2 separate regions of the Mus musculus genome follow, and region 1 is linked to region 2. The links are chromatin contacts, called in public Hi-C maps. All regions are on one chromosome and are shown on one strand. The core of a region is the stretch at or near the end of the contact, and the rest is flanking DNA. Distances in the headings are between cores, read along the strand shown. Region 1 holds the start of Foxd3 (forkhead box D3). Region 2 holds the start of L1td1 (LINE-1 type transposase domain containing 1).

Region 1 (4,715 bases), core at 592-3,091, 930 kb after region 2:
GCATATTAAGATATTTTATTAATTTGATGTAACTAGGAAAAATGGCTCTAGGTGACGATACAGAATCAGAGGCACACTGGCAACCTGGAAGTACCTAACTTTTTCGCTGTTTCCTATAAACAATACAGAAATTGTTTCCTCCCTGACTTCCTCCTCTCATTCTCTTATAACCTGGGGTTCATAGATCCTTCCCCTAGGCCTTCAGCACACAAATTAATCGGGTTTCAAGAAGGCTCAAATCGGTAAGTGCTCTCCTCTGACAAAGAAGCGGCCTAAAAGCGAGGGGGGTGGGGTTGGTCAGGGCGACCAAGGTCATCTCAAACCACTCCGGGCTGGGAACACCAGTTCCCCTCGGACGGACGTACCGAGTCCACTCACCTCAGCAACAGCAGGCGCTGACCCTGGGTCACTTTAAAGTCCCCACCCCAGCATCTCTGGGATTTCCCAGTCTCTCCTACCAGAGCTGACATTCCTTGTACTTCACGTGCGCTGGACACATCCTCGCCTCTTCTTTGGCGCAGATTTCTACAGAAGTTAAGTCTTGGATAGTTTATTCACACTTTAAGAGATAACCCACATTAGTTAGCAGCAGAGGTGAGCCCACTCCCGCCAGCACGCCCTGGGACACTGTGGTTCCTTGGAGGTCGTGCCCTCCACTCGGAAGTATACGCCAGCTCCCCCCAGTTTTCCAACCCCCCCCAGTCGGTGCGCCACGTCTAATAACAAGGCCCAAAGCCTCTTCCCCAATCCTCTCCACTTACCCAAGACCGCTGCCAATGCCTGCTCCGTTTCCAGCTCATTTCCGACTTTTTCTGTGCTAAGTCGTTTAACAACTCCAACAGCCAGTTATGACGTCTTTGTTTATAGGTTCCCTGCTATTTTACGTCCTTTTTATTTCTCTGCAACTATCCTAATAGGTTAATCGATAGCTATTCTCTGACCTCGGGAAACCCCAGCTGATGGTGTTGTGACCGTTGCGAATATATATATATATATATATATATATATATATATATATATATTCCTGCGTCGTGCCCGGAAAGCTAGGGTAAGACTTGAGTAGTTAGATTTGGGGGTGATGCGAGGCACATCAGCAGATGTCTTTTCTCTGGAATAGCCCTGAAACAGGAGGGGGTCTGAGGCCTAATTAGCAAAAGGAAGCCGGATGTGTTCCTTTAATCCTTGAATCGAAAACAAAACCCCAAAGCAAATCAAAATAGTAAGTTTTTTTCTTTTCTTTTCTTTTTTTTTTTTTTTTTAAATCACAACCTTGTTCTGCATTGCCAGTTGGTCTATATAATATTAGCAAAGAGGGGAGGGCAGGGTAGTAAGAAAAATGCAGGGGGCGGAGAGGGCAGGGTGGTAAGAAGCCCTACAGTCCGGAGGACACTCTTAGGCCCACGCCCTCTCCACCCCCACCCACCCACTCTCACGCCCTCCCTGAACCCCACACCCGGCTCCAGCGTGGGCAGGGGTCTCCCAACAGCCCGAAGAGCTTTCGGGGCCTGCGGGATGCTAGCGCCTAGTCGGTGAGGAGTTGCGCTTCTGTCGTCCCTTTGTTGACAATTCCCTGAACCAACTTGAGTTTGGCCAGCTCCACGGCGGCCCTGACGTCACGCGCGGTCACGTGGCCCCGCCTCCCTCTGGATCTTTAAGTAGAAAGTAATCTATCAGGCCAGTCCTTAAAACGGGACTTTCGACTACCCAGGCTTGGCTTCCCTGTCACCACCCCCCCAACCCCCAACCCCGCGGTCGCCCATGCCCGCGCCCTCCAGAGCTGCTTGGAGCCCGGCGTCCCGCGCTTGCCTGGACCGCTCCTGAACCCCACGCCCAAACCAGAGGTCGAGGAAGGCTGGTGAAGTGAGGGGGTGCGGCGTGGAGAAACCTCCGGGGTCGCGAGCAGTAGCTGTCTCCTCGTAGAGAAGCGTCGAGGACCGCAAGAGTTCGCGGAGCGCGGCTGCGGAGCGCAGCGCCCGCACCGCGCGATGCCAGGCCTCCTCGTGTGAGCTGACCCGACAGGGCCCCGAGCTACCTGTGCCCTCTCCCCCCCCCCCGGCTTTCTTTCGGGGGACACTCACACCTCCTTTGCCTGAGCTCCGCGGCCGCCCCTCGCGGCCCCCCTCGCTCTCTGCTCGCTCCTGGCCGCCGCCACCAACCCCGCGGAGGGATGACCCTCTCCGGCAGCGGCAGCGCCAGCGATATGTCCGGCCAGACGGTGCTGACGGCCGAGGACGTGGACATCGATGTGGTGGGCGAGGGCGACGACGGGCTGGAGGAGAAGGACAGCGACGCCGGGTGCGACAGCCCCGCGGGGCCTCCGGACCTGCGCCTGGACGAGGCGGACGAAGGGCCACCGGTGAGCGCTCATCACGGCCAGTCTCAACCGCAAGCCCTGGCACTGCCCACCGAGGCGACCGGGCCGGGGAACGACACGGGAGCTCCGGAGGCCGACGGCTGCAAGGGCGGCGAGGACGCGGTGACAGGCGGCGGTGGGCCCGGCGCGGGCAGCGGGGCGACGGGAGGTCTGACCCCGAACAAGCCCAAGAACAGCCTGGTGAAGCCACCCTACTCTTACATCGCGCTCATCACCATGGCCATCCTGCAGAGCCCGCAGAAGAAGCTGACCCTGAGCGGCATCTGCGAGTTCATCAGCAACCGTTTTCCGTACTACCGGGAGAAGTTCCCCGCCTGGCAGAACAGCATCCGCCACAACCTGTCGCTCAACGACTGCTTCGTCAAGATCCCCCGCGAGCCGGGCAACCCGGGCAAGGGCAACTACTGGACCCTGGACCCCCAGTCCGAGGACATGTTCGACAACGGCAGCTTCCTGCGGCGCCGGAAGCGCTTCAAGCGCCACCAGCAGGAGCACCTGCGCGAGCAGACGGCGCTGATGATGCAGAGCTTCGGAGCCTACAGCCTGGCGGCGGCGGCGGGCGCAGGACCCTACGGCCGCCCCTACGGCCTGCACCCCGCGGCGGCTGCGGGCGCCTACTCGCACCCCGCGGCGGCGGCGGCGGCCGCGGCTGCTGCGGCGCTCCAGTACCCGTACGCGCTACCACCCGTGGCTCCCGTGCTGCCGCCCGCAGTGCCCCTGCTGCCCTCGGGCGAGCTGGGCCGCAAAGCGGCCGCCTTCGGCTCGCAGCTCGGTCCGAGCCTGCAGCTACAGCTCAACACCCTGGGCGCCGCCGCGGCAGCCGCGGGCACGGCGGGCGCGGCGGGCACCACGTCGCTCATCAAGTCCGAGCCCAGTGCGCGGCCGTCGTTCAGCATCGAGAACATCATAGGCGCGGGATCCGCGGCGCCCGGGGGCTCGGCTGGGGGTGGTGGGAGCGGCGGCGGAGCCGGGGGTGGCGGGGGCAGTGGGGGCGGCGGCGGCGCGCAGTCCTTCCTGCGGCCGCCCGGGACTGTGCAGTCGGCTGCGCTCATGGCCACGCACCAGCCCCTGTCGCTGAGCCGGACGACTGCCACCATCGCGCCCATTCTGAGCGTGCCGCTGTCTGGACAGTTCCTGCAGCCCGCAGCCTCAGCCGCAGCGGCTGCGGCCGCCGCCGTGCAAGCCAAGTGGCCCGCTCAATAGTGATGAGCTAGTGGCCGGGCCGGACGGCGGCCTCTGGCAGCAGCCTGCTCTTCCAGGCGGTACGCCCTCTCTGATCCTGGTCCATCTGTCCTGGTCCTGGTCCTGGTCCCTCTACCCAATCCTGGACTCTGCTACCCGCCCCCGACTCCCCAACACTGACCAACAGCGGCCTCCATCCCCTCACTCACCTAAGCTGGCGGAGCAAACTCAACCCGCGTCCGCTGGGAATAACTTTCCGTACAGGTAAAACTGATAACCGAATTTCCAAAAATGCACCCCGACGGCGCCTGTGTTCTCAGTACTGTGGGGGTGGGAGGGACATTCTTTGTACATATTTGTATAAAAATCATTGACTTTCCTTTTGGGGTTTTTATTTTTTTAAGAAAATAAAAAGCAATTCAGTAGATTTAGAGCTTTGAACTTTCATATTTTTTTGAAGGTTCACTCTGCGCAGTTTTATCTGAGAAAAAGAATGTATAAAGACGTTGGGAGATTTTAAATCCAAAAAAAATTTTTCAAAAAGGCGAAGTGTCATTGTATTATAAAAGTCTGTTTATATATGAATGAATATATATGGTATTCTAAATGTTATTCCATCGTGTTGTACACAATTTTGTAAATAAATTTTTAAAATGCTCAGCCTAGTGTTTTAATTAGGTGTCTAGCAAATGGCAAGATTTTACAATGGAATTTGCATTGTCTTCCCCAGAAAATCTAGCAGTCTTAAGTAATGACCTTTTCAAACGTTGCAAATTCACAATTTGGGTGTAGAAACATTTGAATTTGAAAATGGAAAGAGCGTACTTAATTTAAATTATATTAATATGTGACTTTTCACATAACCAGGATAAGGATGACAATCCCATTCATATCAAGCCACTGTGAATGACTCGCAGCTCCTGCAAAGTGTGCTGTCATTAAAAATCTAGGCAAAAGCAGCCTTGTTCATTTTAAAGAACATTGGTCGAATATAACCCCCTAGGCAAACTTACAAGGAGTCTTTGGTCATTTGAATTGTCCTTTCAAGAACAAAATTCCAAACATCTCGTATTTTAGCATTTAAACCTCGGGTTTTTGGAATTCCTTTTCATCCCTTCATTGGAAATGCTAAATCTCATTGATTTTTAAACTCACATGG
Region 2 (4,945 bases), core at 1,943-4,442:
TAAAGAGATCTGGCGCCCTCTTCTGGAGTGTCTGAAGACAGCTACAGTGTACTTTATTTATTATACAGTGTACTGTATAATAAATAAATAAACAAATCTTTAAAAAAAATGTCCAGGGGGGCCTAGCAAACACAGAAGTGGATGCTCACAGTCAGCTATTGGATGGATCACAGGGCCCCCAATGGAGGAGCTAGAGAAAGTATCCAAGGAGCTAAAGAGATCTGCAACCCTGTAGGTGGAACAACATTATGAACTAACCAGTACCCTGGAGCTCTTGACTCTAGCTGCATATGTATCAAAAGATGGCCTAGTCAGCCATCACTGGAAAGAGAGGCCCATTGGACTTGCAAATTTTATATGCCCCAGTACAGGGGAAAGCCAGGGCCAAAAATTGGGAGTGGGTGGGTAGGGGAGTGGGAGAGAGGGTATGGGGGACTTTTGGGATAGCATTGGAAATGTAAATGAGGAAAATATCTAATAAAAAATATTAAAAAAAGATAATAATGTCAAAGAGGAAGTAAAATATTTAAAAGGGAAACTTCACTTACACGAACTTAGGAGGTTTTGCTATCCATGAAATAGCTATGAGGCCCAGACAGACAGAACCCCAAAGTTTCTAACTCAAGACAAATGCCTGGCAGATCCTTCATTTTTAAGACAGGCTCAGATGGTTCAGATGGTCCTGGAACTCAACAGTGCATAGCAGAAGGGCCTGGAGCCCATAGAGATCCACCTGCCTATTCTTCTCAGGTGATGTGACTAAAGATGTGTGCCACCGTGCCCAGCAACCCACTCTTCTATTAATTAATTAACTAACTAGTTAATTAATTAAATATGTATTTACCTGCACATATGTGTGTGCACCACAGGTATGGTTGGTGCTCTCAGAGGTTATACGAGGACATCAGATCTTCTGAAACTGGAGTTTCGAATGATTGTAAACCACCATGTAGGTGCTAGGAATTGAACCCAAGTCCTTAGCAAGAGCAACAAGTGCTGTGAACCCCTGAGCCATCTCTTCAGCACCAACCTTTTTTTTAAAAAAGACTTATTTATTTATTTATTTAAAGATTTATTTATTTATTTCATGTATGTGTGAGTATACTGTTGCTGTCTTCAGACACACCAGAAGAAGGTATCAGATCCCATTACAGATGGTTGTGAGCCACCATTGTAGTTGCTGGGAATTGAACTCAGGACCTCTGGAAGAACAGTCAGTGTTCTTACCCTCGGACCCATCTCTCCAGCCCCAAATTTATTTATTATTATACATAAGTACACATAAGTACACTGTAGCTGTCTTCAGATGCACCAGAAGAGGGCATCAGATCTCATTACAGGGAGTAGTGAGCCACCATGTAGTTGCTGGGATTTAAACTCAGGACCTTTGGAAGAGCAGTCAGTGCTCTTGCCTGTTGAGCCATCCCACCAGGCCTCAGCACCAACCTTCTTTTTTTGTTTGTTTGTTTTGTTTTGTTTTGAAGACAGGGTTTCTCTGTGTAGGGTTTCTCTGGCTGTCCTGGAACTCACTCTGTAGACCAGGCTGGCCTCGAACTCAGAAATCCACCTGCCTCTGCCTCCCAAGTGCTGGGATTAAAGGCGTGCAACACCACTGTCTGGCTAGCACCAACCTTCTTAATCCTGCAGAAAACATGGCACACATTTAGCAGGACCATCTGGTCTGCCGTAGCAGGAGGGGTAGACTCCCTTATTTCTTCATTTGACAAGAGGCTGTAGCACATGCCAGTCATAATCCTGGGTACCCGTGAAGTGAAGGAAGCTGTGAGTGAGAAAGAAAGTCCTGCCCGTTTGGAATTACGTTCCAGGAGGAAGTGGGGAATGGGAAGACATGAAAAGGGAATGCAGCAATTGAACACATTTGGCTCCTGATCATTGGGAATTAGGAACCGGGTGAATGAAACAAAGCCTAGGGTGCAGCCTCAATCCCAGCTCGTGGTTGGCTAAAACGGCCTGGAGTCTGAGGTCAATCTCAGCTACACAGGAAGTGTAAGGAGAGCTTGGGCTGAGTAGCAAGGCATTATCTCCACTAGGTGGGGGTAAGGAGGACAGAGGACTATCAAAGAGCTTTGTGGTTGGAGACAGTGTGTCTTCTTTAGGACAGTTAAAAGTTCACTTATGGGCTGGAGAGATGACTCAGCGGTTAAGAGCACTGCCTGCTCTTCCAGAGTTTCTAAGTTCAAATCCCAGCAACCACATGGTGGCTCACAAAAATCTGTAATGAGATCAGATGCCCTCTTCTGGTGTGTGTCTGAACACAGCTATGGTGTACTTGAAAGAAAGAAAGAAAGAAAGAAAGAAAGAAAGAAAGAAAGAAAGAAAGAAAGAAAGAAAGAAAGAAAGAAAGAAAGAAAGATAGTTCACTTACACGAACTTTAAATGAGGCCACTTAAAGATCTTTGGTTTTGTTTTTAAAGAGAAGTCTCACTACAATGCCCAAAGGAACCCCAGTTGCTATGCACAAAGGGGTACTCCTGCCTTCAGGGTAGCTGGAGGTCTATAGGTGCTGCCACCATCCCCGGAGGAGTTAATCTTTGACCTGAGACCTAGGGATGGAACAAAGTCAGCTTTGAAAGAAGTGCGAAAGTACGGATTGGTGGTGCAATTCAGTTGGAAAACCTTGCAAACACAAGGTTTGTCCCTAGCACAATCCCCTCGCCCCTCCTCGAGCCCGCCCCCCCCCCCCAACTCGGCTCACTCCACTATCTAGGGAGGTGGAGGCCAAAAGATAAGGAGTTTGGAGTTAGCTACATGTAGAATTACAAGTTGAGAAGATTTTTCTCAAAACAAGACCTGGGAAAAGAAGTTACATAGAGAAAGCTAGTGCAAAGGCCCTGGAGAGTGAGAAAGGTTCTGAGAGGTGTCGGAAGGTCGGCTACATCATCAACTGGCTTCAAGAAAGGCGTGACACCGAGGTTCTGTCCCTGAAGTCAGGACAGGGGTGCTGGCTAGCGTGAGGCCAGAGAGCAGCGTTTGGGCGATTTTTATTTTATTTCATTTTTTGATTTGCGCCCTAACTGGCTCCTAGCGAGTATGGCTTCTGGGCGTGGGCCACCACGCCTTGCGGGCTCAGGCCCCCACTGAGTTTTGGGAGGGGGCTAAGGAAGCGGGTGGCGAGGGGGTTGGGCCTAGAAACCTGCAAACTTCGCCTAGGGAAGGGAGGAGTCTGCATGAGACCCAGCGAGTCTCTCCTGCGGTCAGACGCCCAGCCCTGCTTTTGTCAGCGTGTGTGACCTCAGGGCTGCACCTCGTGGCTCTCAGGTAAGGCTGCTCAGGGTTAAGCCCCAGATGTCCCCGTGTTTCTCACCCTGCTCTGCCTGGCCGGCCCTGGGGTGGGCAGTGAGAATTGCTCCTGCACCCGGAGAGTGCCGTGACAGTGGGGGACAATGAGACAGCGGGGCGGCAGCTGCGCGAAGGCGGAGGTGAGCTAGAGCGGCTGCTAAGAGCCTGGGGGACCCCGGCTTTCAGCCCCTTCCCAGCCTCCACCCTCAAACGCTTTCCTCTGTCTTTGACTGGGAAGGAGTTTCCATCAGTTTCTTAACAAAGTTTGCTAGAAAACCGGGCATTAAAGGTGTCTGTTGAATCCTGACACACAGGGCAGAAGCCACCGTCCTCGGGCCCTCTCTTTGCCACCTTGAATTTGGATCCGGGGTGTTCGATCCCTTTTTGCCGCCTTCTCCTTACGCCCACCCCAGTGTCCTTGTTGATAACTTGCAGATACTATTTAAGCACATTTGAGAACGTTTACTGGTCATAGGCGTGTGGGTTTCTACGTAAGTCATAACTTGACTTCTGGGCTACGCACTTAATTCCAGGCGCTGTGAAACGCGTGGACAGACCAATCCCGACCTGAGGAGAGCTGGTTCCTTCCTGGGGAAGGCGCAGATTTGGGTAAGCTGCAGAGTGTGCTCGCAGGGCACGGAGAAGGTCCCTCTGGAATGTGACAAGTGTCTTGGATTGAAGTGAGAGTGGGTGTTGCGTGTAATTTAGGGAGGGTTCTTAACCTAGTGTCGGGATGTTTGAGAGCGTTGACCCCCCCCCCCCTAGAATCGTTTAAATCCCCGAGTTTGAAGCATAAAATGAGTCGGGCCTTGAACCTAGTGCTAGGAGACCGAGGTAGGTGCATCACTTGAGTTCGATGCCAGCCTGTACTACATACTGAAGTCCAGGACAGCAAGGGCCATATAGAGACCCCGACTCAAGTAGACAGGTAAATAAAAAAATAAGCACAAACATAGGTCCTTTGAGGTCTGAGGCAAAAAGGCACCATTGAATGCTCTCTTGAACTGTTTTAGTGAAACCCTGTCTCAAAACGTTGAACAAGTATGTGAGCTTTTTTTTCTCTTCCCATCCAATATCCTATATAGTCTGATGCTTATCCCTAAGCTTTCTGGTAAGGTGCATAACTGAGCCAACTGCTGAGACCACATTCCACCGCAGCTTGATTTGCATTTTAAATAGTTTAGTGGCGGGGTGCTTCCTCGTCGTCTCTACCTTTGGAAACAGCGGATATTTTAGCAGTGCGCCACCAACTCACGCCTGGGGGGTGGGGGTGGGGGGAAGGACGTGACTTCCTGACTCTGGGAGAAGGAGGAGTGCCTTCTTGGATTTGCATTTCCTTGGCCTTTGCCTAGCTCCTCTTGTCAATTGTCTGTCCTCTTTTCAAATGTTTATTATCTCACTGCATTTTCAAATTAGCAACGAGTTCTTTATTTTTTGAGTCCCCTCCCTCAGGATTGTGGATTCTCTCCCTCTTCCCGCCTTAGTGGTTTAGGCTCTATGTAGCGCAGACGGGTGGCGCTCTGCATAGCTTGTGCCCAGGATCTAACCTGCAGTACAGAAGGATTTAAAAAAAAACAATCTCTCATCTTGTATCTGATTTGGTTTGATAATGTGCTTTTGGGAGAATCTCAGAGTCCAAGCTGTC

Evidence for each region. Hi-C and Micro-C count contacts between places; a contact is called where the count stands out from the background.
Region 1: a contact with region 2 is called in a Hi-C map of embryonic stem cells, with 7 times the contacts expected there. The contact joins the promoter of Foxd3 here to the promoter of L1td1 in region 2. A contact is called at or near these places in 1 of 39 promoter capture datasets (embryonic stem cells), 5 of 484 Hi-C or Micro-C datasets (all in embryonic stem cells) and 4 of 115 datasets of contacts at active chromatin or transcription factors (all in embryonic stem cells).

What each region holds. Positions count from the first base shown.
Region 1 is chr4:99,654,458-99,659,172 of GRCm38.p6, forward strand. Foxd3 (forkhead box D3) reads left to right here and starts at 1,842. Exons shown (of 1, transcript NM_010425.3): 1 at 1,842-4,214. The coding sequence starts at 2,168. The coding sequence ends at 3,577.
Region 2 is chr4:98,723,562-98,728,506 of GRCm38.p6, forward strand. L1td1 (LINE-1 type transposase domain containing 1) reads left to right here and starts at 3,193. Exons shown (of 5, transcript NM_001081202.1): 1 at 3,193-3,279; 2 at 3,834-3,909.